Regions from separate parts of the Sus scrofa genome. Here all the other regions are linked to region 3. A link is a contact called in public Hi-C data. All regions are on one chromosome and are shown on one strand. Each heading gives the region's core, a stretch centred on a gene start, on an enhancer-like site or on the middle of the called end of the contact. The rest is flanking DNA. Distances are from core to core; before and after follow the strand shown.

Region 1 (3,537 bases), core at 904-3,403, 130 kb before region 3:
ACATTGTGGTTTTGTTTGTTAAAGGACTTAAGCAAGGCTTTGGGAGGGAATCGCTGGGCCACACCTTGAGGACATCTGCAGGAGCGCACTCAGTAGTGAGCCTCAGAAAGGATGTCTAGCAAGAAGATGCTCCGGCAGATGCCGCAGAGCAGTATCACAGCAGCAGGCGGGATGCAGCCCGTGTTCTGGTAGGAGGCTTCTGAGGTGTGAATGGTTGAGAGGAACTGAGGCTTTTTCTATGACAGGAGTGGACTGTTTCACCATGACCCTTAAAATACGGTAATTGGGTTGTTTAACGTTTTAATTAAGAATAGTCACTGACTGTATAATCTACTTACTAAGCAATTAAAAATCATTTTAAAATTACTTCATACTTTGTACTTAATTTAGCTATAAGGAGGAGAGGTAGTTGGTAGATGTTACAAAAAGTTTTGTGCATTATTATCAAGAGTAAATGTTGCTAACATTGACAGTGATGCTTATATTTTGGGTTTTTTTCCCACATTTTATTGTGATTCCCTTTTTTTCTTTTAAAAATGTTTTTATTGTGATTCCTTCTTTTTATACCTGAATAACAACTTCCCCAAAGGGATGATGGACATGTTTATTCTAAGAAGGATATATAGATAATGTATTGGTAGCATCTGCTCAGTGGTATCATTGATTCTCTTAAATAAAAATTCCTCAGTTAAGAAGGTGGGGTTTTTTTTTTGGATCCTTGGTGTCCTACCAGCCCAGCCCTTTGTCCTATTTCTTACCCGCCTGCTGGCCTGGCTCTCCTCTCTGACATCGCTGGGGAACAAGACACGGGTTTGTTCTGGGCTCCCTTGGCAAGTGCAGCTCTGATACTCAGCAGGCTGGGGCTCAATTTAAAGAGCATCATTTTTTTCTTTTCAATTTCTTTCAAATCATTTATTTGTTCACCCACTCACAAAGTATTCTTGGCTACTTACCATGTGTTCGCCACTGTTCTCGGCACTTGAGATCCCCCCCCAACACACACACACACAAAGCCCCCACTCTGGAGCACTCGGGGAGGGGGTTGGATAGAACCTCGAATGATAAGATAGTGAAACAGGGAAGGGGGGAGAGCATGGGGCTGGGCAGGGGGAGGCAGTTATTTCCAACAGGGTGGTCGGGAAGGACCCTGACCAGGTGAAGCTCAGGAGACCTGAAGGTGGGCGAGCTCTAGGAAGAGGGTGAAAAGGTCTAGAAGAGCAGGATGAGCTCAGAGGGCAATGCAAGGTGGCATCCTTAGAGACCTTTTCTGAAGACCCTGGAAAGGAGGAGCCCTGAAGGTTTCTGAGAGTAAGTGGTGTGACCTGCTGTACTTGGACTGCTGTGGGGCTGTGTTGAGTGCAAACAGCTGAGAGCAGAAGCAGGGGTGCAAGTGGGAGGGCAGGCCACTGGTCCAGGAGGGAAGGCAGGCTGGGTGCACCCTGAAGGGGAGGGGACTGGGTCTCTGGCATGAGAGTCCAGGGTGATGCTGAAGTCACCTGATAGACTTCCATTCTCCAAAAGTGGAAGGATTCTTTGTTCGTGTCATGATATGAGAGAATATACTTAATGATGTCAAATATTCCCCTCCAGCAACAATTCATCGACATGGAGTCTAAGTTCAGAAAAATTGCCATCCAGCCTTAAGGGCTTCATCTCTGTTCACTTATTTACATGGCTTTGATCTCAGATTAAAGGTTGTGATCCAGCTTTAAAGTGTTATTATCTCCACTTGAAGTGCCCTGTACCTTCTCATTCTTGCAGCGTGAAGCAGCGAGCTCCCCACAACATTCACTCCACTTGTACTGACCTTCATGGTGTCTGACCTCGTGGCCTACGGCATCTTTTCCTAACAGGAGATTTAAATAAGTTGGGTGTGAAAGGGTCTTAACCATTTCACTTAAATTCCAGCAAATAACTTTTGAACAGAAGAAAGTCATTGAAAATAAAGGAAGTTCACCTTCCTACGTCCCGCTGGGTGGTAAGAGGGGCGCCTTTTCTCGCGCGCTCTATTAGCCTCGTTCTCATCTCCGGAGAGGGCCTGGTGGCCAGGCAGGTCGGGCGACACGGCCCCGGCGGCCCGGCTCTGCGCGCGGGAGGCGGGAGGGCGGGCTGGGCTGGGCCGGGCCGGGCCGGGGGCGCGGGCTCCGCCCTGGGGGCGGTGTTCCAGGCGAAGAGCGGGCCCGACGCCACGTGAGCCGCCCCGCAGGCCGCCCGGCTTCCTCCTACCGCCCGCGCGCGGTCAGCCAGCGCCCCGCGCCCCTGGGTTCCCCTGGCGTCTGGAGCCCCGGTTCCCTGGCCCCCAGTCGTCCGGACCCCAGTCCTTGCTCGACCACCCGCGCCCCCCGACCCCCAGTCCCCTGGCCCCCAGTCCCCACCCAGACCGCGGATCCCCAGCCCGGGCGCGGGCGGCGCGTCAGAGAGAGGCGTGCGGCGCGGTGACGGCGGTGACCTCGGGCCTCCGGGCGCAGATGGCTCAGGCGAGGATCAGCGCCAAGGCCAACGAGGGCCGCTTCTGCCGCTCCTCGTCCATGGCCGACCGCTCCAGCCGCCTGCTGGAGAGCCTGGACCAGCTGGAGCTCAGGTGTGCGGGGCGGCGGGCGGATCCGGGCGCGGTCGGACCCCGGCCCTGGGGCACTCGCTAGCCTGTCCGTCCGGCGGTCCCTTGGCCCCGCGTCCCGGCGGCCGCGCTCTTGCCTGCGCGGGAGCGGGGGAAGCCGAGGAGGTGAAGGGTAGGGACGCCGCTGGCGGTTGGGGCTGGGCTGACACCGCGGGTCCGCGGAGCTTCCAGAACCTTCTGCACGCCAGGGGTTCGGTCGGGTCTCCCTGAGATGCTCTTTCTGAACGGGTGGCGGTCTAATGGTCCCAAGGTCAGTGATCCATTCTTTTGCTTCCAACACTTAAGAGCAATATCTCAGAATAAAGCTTCGGGGCCCCATCGGATCCCAAGGCGGGGCGGGGCGAGGGCACTTGTGGGGCGCCCGCCCGGTCCCCTCTGCGTTTTTCCCGGCGCCGGGCTCCCCCCACCAAGAGCCGCTCCCACCTTCCAAGTGCAGTTTGCTGGCCCGAAACCACAGGGGTCACCTGTTTCCACTCTTAGCTGATTCAGGTTTTAATAAGGAATCAACGTGTGGCTTGAAATAAAGCCGCGTGAGGGGGCCCGAGCTGCGCTGTTGGGGGGCGTGCTGAGCACCTGGGGGTGTGGGGGGGCCTCTAGCGCCGCCCCGGCCCCACGGAGGGGACTTGAGGGCGGGGTAGATGGGCGAGCGCACGTTTTGATAGAAGGTCGCTGCTGGTCGGGAGAGCAGATGTGTCCTCAATGGTTTTAGTGCTTTTCTGCGTGTGGGAAGATGCAAGAATCTGGGTTCATTAAATTTTCCTGAAAATCTCTCTCTGTGGGCCTGTTCCGCCAGTTTTCCCAGAGCGCAGAGCCTCCTCATTCCTGCTCGTCTGAATTCTTTCCAGGCTGTGCTGTCAGTTCCTGTAGAACCGGGTGGCCAGGGACTCTCCTAGCGGCAGATGGGGTGGTAGGCTCCTTGG
Region 2 (3,667 bases), core at 447-2,946, 220 kb before region 3:
ATTCCATAATGATAAAAGGATCAATTCATCACGGAGACAATTGTAAAGCTCTAAGTACCAAATAGCAGAGCTTGAAGACACACGAAGCAAAACTTGTGGAAATAAGGAGAAACAGACATGTCCACAGTTATAACTGGAAATTCCAAAATGCTTTTCTCAATAATTACTGATCGAGGAGTTCCCGTTGTGGCACAGGGAGTTAGGTTGAGCTTGCACTTACTTGGTACAATGAGTTGAAGGAAGAATATCAGCATGGTATCAATGATATACATCTGGAAATCTACTGTAATGCTGCTTCCAACCAAGTCTAAGAGAACTGAATTAGAGGTGTTATCGAACCCAATAATTGTTCCCTTCAAGATCTCAACTGAAAGCAAAATAATAGATCCACAGTCCAAGTGAAGCATAAAAAAAATTTCCTGTCACACAAAAAACCTTTTCCCATGGTTAAAAGTCTCCGTTTTGAACTCTGAACCAATCTGTTTCTTTGACATTTAACCAGTTCCCTAACACAGAGACTGACCTTAAAAATCACCCAATCTTGGGAATTCACTTTGCGGCTCAGCAGTTAATGAACCCGACTAGGATCCATGAGGATGTGGGGTTCAATCCCTGGCCTCCCTCAGTGGGTTAAAGTTCTGGAGTTGCCACGAGTGGTGGTGTAGGTTGCAGATGAGGCTGGGATCCTGCGTTGCTGTGGCCTAGGCTGGCAGCTATAGCTCTGATTCCACCCATAGCCTGGGAACTTCCACATGCTGCGGGTTGGGCCCTAAAAGGCAAACAAACAAACAAAATCACCCAACCTGGATCTCTGGAGAGACCATTAAGCTTTGCCTAGTTTGTCATTTGCTACACCAAGCCAAACAAACCTGGCCTGATGGGAACGATAGGCATGTCTCTTATAATAAATCTTAGTAGGTTTCAAAAAAAAAATTTTTTTTTTTTTCTTTTCTGCCTGTTCCCATGGCATGCCTGGCCAGGGATGGAACCTGTGCCACAGCAGCAACCTGAGCCACAGCAGTGACAATGCTGGATCCTTAACCCGCTGTGACACCGAATTCCACAAGAGAGGCTTTTTGGTAAGGCAGTAAGTGAAAAGAAAATGAGAACACATATTTGAACATGGGTGAACTATTTTATAGATTTTTGCGTGTGAACTCTTCTATTTTATTAAGGATCCATCTGAGAACATCTTTAGAAGGTAGGGTTCAGTGATAGTTAGAGATGTCTCGGTTCCCTGTCCTACTGGGCCAGGACTCCGTGGCCTCGCCAGCTTTCCATATGGAGACCAGAGCTCTGGGTTCCGGGTTTCTTCCTCAGGTGCATGAACACAGGCTCTGAATGGCGGAGACTAAAGATGGAGAACAGATGAGCAGCGTGAGGCCGCCTCAGATCCGTGCTGATCTTAGAATCCAGCCAAGCACCCATACTTCCAAACCTTAAAGAGAAAAAGGAGAACTGATCAATTAGTTCGCACCACCTGCTTTCTGGGCTCAAACAAATCAGTGAGCTTCGCTTCCATAGCCACACGAACCTCATCTCCAAAATCTCCTTCCATTCTAGTCCCCAGCCCGCCCACCGCTCGGCGAGCGACAGTGACGTCACTCCGAGGCGCGCACGCGCCGCGCCCCCGGCCCTTTTACTCTCGGTCCGCTAACAGCCAGTCTCTGTGCAGCCAGAACTACAGTTCCCAGCGGCCCGCGCGGCGGAGGCGGGCGGACGGGATTGTGTGAGGCCGGCCCCGGCGCTGCGGGCCCAGAAGGCCGCTCCTCTTGGGGAAGCGGTCTACCTCGCTTCCCGCCCGCGGCGTCGGCGGCTCGGCAACGTCCGCTGCTTGGCGCGCACGTGGGGGCGGGTCACGGCGGGCGGGGAGGTGGCGGGGACGGCAGCGGCGCTGGTTTTGTCCGGCGGGCCTTTGGGGAGATGGGAGACCCAGGGTCGGAGGTGAGTAGCGGGCTCGGCCTGGGGCGGTGCACGGGCAGACCTGGGGCGGCAGGCCTGGAGTGAGAGGCGCGGTGCCTGTGGTGGGGAGTCTGGGGCGAGGAGCGAGGGGGCGACGGACGTGGGGTGAGACACCTGGGGCGAGGGCCTGGCAGCCACAATGGCCGCCCGACCCGGCCCGGCCCGGCCCGGCTCGGGGGCGCTCCCCGCCCGTGGGCGCGGCGTGGGTGCCGAGGCCAGCAGTCTGCGGTGGAGCGAGCGCGCCCTTTCTCGCCGAGACGGAGATGCGGAGGGTCGGCCGGGCCTCTCGAGACCTTCCCTAGTTTGTGCCTTTTGGAAAAATCTCTTGCAAGTGTGTGGCTGTGTCGGTCAGCGTGTCTTGGCTTCTTTTTATAGATGATAGAATCTGTCCCTCCAGCTGGGCCTGAGGCGTCCGAGTCCACCCCGGAGGAAAATGAAGATGACATTCAGTTTGTCAGTGTAAGTAGCCACGACGGTCGGGTTTTCCGAGTCAGCACGCTGAACCCTGATGTGATTAACCCTCACCTGTCGGTGCATCGTTCACAAGGCACGTGTGACTGTCTGATGGGGACTGGACACCTTGGGGCATGGCCCAGGATTAGGGAATATACCCACAGAGTCTCTGAGCAGCCACCAGAAAGACTGTGGCCTGCAGTTCCTGTTGTACCCTGAGTCACGCTTCTCCCCCTTCGCTTGGAACCGTTTGATACTTAAGGTGTGCCAGGTTCTGGTTTCCTAAGGCTGTGTTTAGAAACGGGACAAGAGCAGCTTCTAAAAGGTGCCACACAGGTTAGGGAGAAGGACCCCTGGTGATGGTGAAGGAAGTGGAAAACAAGAAAGGCTGCAGGAACTGGGACTCGGAGCCTGGGTGTATCCCTAGTGCACAGGCAGATAGCTTGAAGACCCCCCAGGCTCTGAGATCATCCTGCTACAGCACAGAGCAGCAGGTGATGTTCACAATGCAACGCCTGCATCAGCAGGAGCACAGGGTCCCTGTCTGTGTGTTTATTCTCTTCAGCAGCAGCACAGTACCTTTCAAGCATTAGCAAGTGGACACTTATAGATTCCTGGACCCCAGTCCAGATCTGTGGAATCAATTTGGAGAGGGGAGGGCCTAGGAATCTTCCTTTAGGCACAGAGGCAGGGGTCTATGACTCTCTGAACACACTTTGTAAAGATTGGTTCCAAAAACGGAAGGGGGTGCTAGGATAGATTTTGGGATAATTTCCACCCCGAACTGTTTTACAAAGCCTCTGCTTAAACTAGTGTCTTAGTTTGCTAAAGCAGTTTTCTACTGTAAACTGCTCGTTTTGAATGAACTGTAGTTAGTTGAGGTTTGCTGTTAAAGGTGTATAATCTTTCTTTAATATACTGTCTGAGGTGCACCTGTGTTTGCTGGGTTTGGACGGTTTTGAAAAACTGATTATTAGGCAATGTCCTCTATGTACCACAAAGTCAGGCCAGTGTGATGATCCATTGTTGTGTTTTTGTGGGTTTGTTTGGGAGTCCTTCACAAAATCACTTCTTGGCTTTGTTCATCTTTACCTCTACATTTGGTGCTCTGTCCTTTTTATTTTAAACTTTAAGGCTTGGGGGATGAGGGTAGAAAAATGTATCCTGCCCCTTCCTTCACTGTGAACTGAAGTGTGTTAGGCCCTTCAGGACAAATATTCAGGTTCCCCTTGAATATTGGTATATTTGTGAA
Region 3 (3,469 bases), core at 98-2,597:
TCACGAGTTGTGGCAATGACAGATCCTTAACCCACTGAGAGAGGCCAGGGATCCAACCCACATCCTCACGGAGACTATGTTGAATCCTAACCCACTGAGCCACAATGGGATATTTAAATTCCTTCTCTATCCAGAGATCAGAATAACATTCATATAAATGTTTTTACGGTCTGTGATCAAGGTTTTTTTCAGGCAGTCCTTATGCTTTCAGGTGTCTTCATCAGACCAGGTGGTATTATTTATGTGTCTGATGCAAGAAGGAATTAAGGTGAGGAATGGTATGTTAGTGGAATTGGCACAGCCTGGTGGTTAGCACTGTGGTGCTTGCAGTGTCTCCCAGACTTTGAATCTAGCTCTCCCACTTACTATGTGATCTTTATGTCACTTAGCGTCTCTGTTCTAGGTTTCCTTATCTTTCAAATGGGTTAATAATAGAACCAACTTCAGATGGTTATTGGAATAAAATGAATTGATCTGTTAAGTTCCTTAGAGCAAGTCCTGGTGGAGGCTGGATAGGTGCTCTGAAGCTTGACATTGTTTCAGTACAGTTGGCATTTCTAAAATTTTAAACATTTCAGAGCGCTCCTCACCTCCCATCTTTACTAGAGCCTGCCACTGCTACTTTGGTAAGCGAGACACGCCCGCCCCCTGGAGGCCTCAAGTGAAGTTTATTTCCCGCTCTGGAAAAGTGTCTAGAGCACATCGCGGAGCTGGTGTGGCTCCCAGCTTGCAGCCGCAGATCCACTTTCTCCTCAGGGTTTTGCACCTGCTCGCCTCTGCGCCTCATTTGTAGACCCGGAGCAACTTCCGTATGCACGCATGCACTCATTCATTCCAGCTCACTTCAGATCCAGCTCACTCCAGACACTCTGCGGGGCGCTCGCCGTGCACGAGTCGTTGGTGGGGAGTGCACTGGGCATAGAACCCGACCGCGTGGGGGCTGCCGTCCATGAGAAAAAAGATTAGGTGTTGTACGGAGATGGGCAAGTTCCTGCTTTCGCGTCTGTACAACCGGGGCCACACGACCCTCCTTACAGGGTTCCTGGAAGATTGACCAGAGTCCCTAAGCAGGGGGCGGGTGCAGGAGGACCGCGCCGCCGGGTGGATGCGCGCTCGGCCCCGCCCTCAGCGCTCGCCCGCTCCAGGTCGGGCCGCTTCCCAGCTTCTCCTCTCTAGAGCTAGCGGTTCCACGCACGGGGAGCACAGCCCAAGACACGTGAAACGTTTTTAACCTGCTGCAACGATCCCGTCTACACCCAGCACCGCACAGAGCATGCGCAGGCCCGCGCATGGGCGGGACCTCGGAGGGAGGGCCTGGGGCCCAGCAACTTCCGCTTCCGGCCCCATATGAACTCTCCCGCCACTCGGGAAAAGCGGTTGTTTGGGTTTGTTCGGCTTCACGTTTGCTGTGGTTGCAGGTTAGAGGCACCACCGCGGGTTTAGGGCGGGCAGCAATCCTGGTGTGGAGGCTTGCTAGTCTGGAAAAGGGACGAGAGCTTTGGGGCGACGGGCGCCGAGGGCGGGTATAGGGTATGGGTCGCTCATCAGTGTCCCCGGGGCTGATTGACCGCCCGGGGATGGGGGGAAGGGGAGGGGGCGGGGTCTTCGCTGGGTTCCTGGGGATGCTGCTGAGGGGGGGGGACTGCTGAAGATGCTCTGAGGGGGGCTGCTGAGGGGCGCTGATTGGGGGTGCAGCTGAGGATGCTGTTGAAGATACTGCTGAGGGGGGCTGATAGGAGGGCTACTGAGGATGCTTCTGAGGGGGGCTGCTGAGGAGGGTTCCGACACCCGTAACTCCAAAGATCGCTGTCTGTCTGCCAGGGTCCTAAGGTGGGAAGCGGATAGCTGGACCCGGTCCACTGAGGCTCGGTAGCCAGAATCAACCCTGGTTTCCTCCAATTCAGGACTGCAACTCCCATGAATTCTTGGGACGGCAAAGACCTAAGGGTGGTGGCACACAGTCCTCTAAGTGACCAGGCAGCGTCATCTGACATTGATGTTGCTGGAAGTCAGGACCACTGCCTGTGTCTCCTCAGCTCACACCGCTTTCCCACCGGCTTTACACAGGTGTTACAGATGTGTTGTGGAAAGGGTGGAACACACAGAAGACGTGACTCAGGGATGCTACTGTTAACACTTTGCGCATGCTTCAACTCAGCTATCTTCCCCTCTGTGCATGTGGAGTTATTTTTGCATTTTTGTTTCTAACTCCACTTTCAATCATTTTAACTTTTTTTTTTTGCTTTCTTCCAAGGTACCAAGATGGAGTTTTTTGGAGGAAAGCGGAGGAAACTGAGGTTGGCAGATGACCAAAGGAATGCTTGCTATCCACATAGCCTTCAGTTTTATTTGCAACCACCTTCTGAAAACATATCTTTGACAGAGTTTGAAAACTTGGCTTTTGAGAGACTTAAGTGTGAGTGATTTGAGTTTGAATTTATATATTCTTTTTAAAAAATTTTTATTTTATGACTGCACCTGTGGCATATTGAAGTTCCCAGGCCAGAGATTGAATCTGAGTTGCAGGTGTGACCTACACTACAGCTGTGGCAATGCTGAATTCTTTAACTCGCTGTACCAGGCTGGGGGTTGAACCTACACCTCTGCAGAGACCTGAGCCACTACAGTCACGTTCTTAACCCACTGTACCACAGTGGGAACTCTGGATTTATATATTCTTGAGAACCTCATGCTTTGTGGGACTGAATTAGAATAATTTCATTTCCATTCGACACATTTATTGAGGATTTTCTATTGAGATTTTACTGTTCATTCTTTATTCACTGTACTGTGTGTATTTATTGAGTGCCACTATATTTTAGGTGACAGGGATTTTGAGCTGAATAATATAATTCTCACCTTTGTTGAAGCTGTATTCTAGTTCATGAAGATGGACATCCATAATAATAATTATAGTTTAGTATTTTAAGTGCTCTAGTAGAGGGAAATAATAGTGCCATTGAAACATAGAAGTGGGAATGATTAGTGCAGTCTGACTAAGACTTCTTACTAGAAGTTGAAATGTGATCTGGACCTTGAAGGATGAGCAGAAATTTCTCAGCAGAGAAGTGAAGGGCTTTTCCAAGCTGAGATAATAGCCTGTATGAAGGCTTGGAGGCATGAGAGAGAATGTCACATGTGAGGGAACAGTGACAAGTTTAGGGTGCATGGTAAAGTAGGATAACCAAGGGCATTTTGTGCCGAGCTAATGGCATAATGTTGGAGTGTAAGAAGTATGTAGCAATTGTACAGAGGGCTTAATTATTTTCCGTGTGTTGAAGAAAGAAAGAAGTTAGGTGTGCTGATACAGAGGGGGGCCATGGCAGGGGGTGGTTGCGGATCTCAGTACCTGTTTGTTGAAAGAAAGTGAAGGCTGAAGGTGAGGGATAGTAGGTTTGGGGAAGCTCAGCAGTGTCAGGTGAAGGTGAGGGAGAGTGGGTTTGGGGAAGCTCAGCAGTGTCAGGTGAAG

What was found. A called contact is a pair of places that touch in the nucleus more often than the background predicts.
Region 1: a contact with region 3 is called in a Hi-C map of skeletal muscle, with 8 times the contacts expected there. The contact joins the promoter of BAG2 here to the promoter of PRIM2 in region 3. A contact is called at or near these places in 8 of 47 Hi-C or Micro-C datasets (adipocytes, alveolar macrophages, embryonic fibroblasts and 4 more) and 1 of 2 datasets of contacts at active chromatin or transcription factors (skeletal muscle).
Region 2: a contact with region 3 is called in a Hi-C map of skeletal muscle, with 2.9 times the contacts expected there. The contact joins the promoter of ZNF451 here to the promoter of PRIM2 in region 3. A contact is called at or near these places in 12 of 47 Hi-C or Micro-C datasets (alveolar macrophages, embryonic fibroblasts, fetal heart ventricle and 5 more) and 2 of 2 datasets of contacts at active chromatin or transcription factors (alveolar macrophages and skeletal muscle).

The regions. Positions count from the first base shown.
Region 1 is chr7:28,679,113-28,682,649 of Sscrofa11.1, reverse strand. It overlaps BAG2 (BAG family molecular chaperone regulator 2), which reads left to right and starts at 2,153. Exons shown (of 3, transcript XM_003128336.4): 1 at 2,153-2,581. The coding sequence starts at 2,469. It overlaps ZNF451 (E3 SUMO-protein ligase ZNF451), which reads left to right. Exons shown (of 15, transcript XM_001924600.5): 15 at 1-366.
Region 2 is chr7:28,763,518-28,767,184 of Sscrofa11.1, reverse strand. It overlaps ZNF451 (E3 SUMO-protein ligase ZNF451), which reads left to right and starts at 1,696. Exons shown (of 15, transcript XM_001924600.5): 1 at 1,696-1,944; 2 at 2,338-2,421. The coding sequence starts at 1,924. LOC100522935 (a long non-coding RNA gene) reads right to left here and starts at 1,638. Exons shown (of 2, transcript XR_304390.3): 1 at 1,535-1,638; 2 at 934-1,438.
Region 3 is chr7:28,547,599-28,551,067 of Sscrofa11.1, reverse strand. PRIM2 (primase (DNA) subunit 2) reads left to right here and starts at 1,347. Exons shown (of 14, transcript NM_001244164.1): 1 at 1,347-1,418; 2 at 2,255-2,416. The coding sequence starts at 2,263.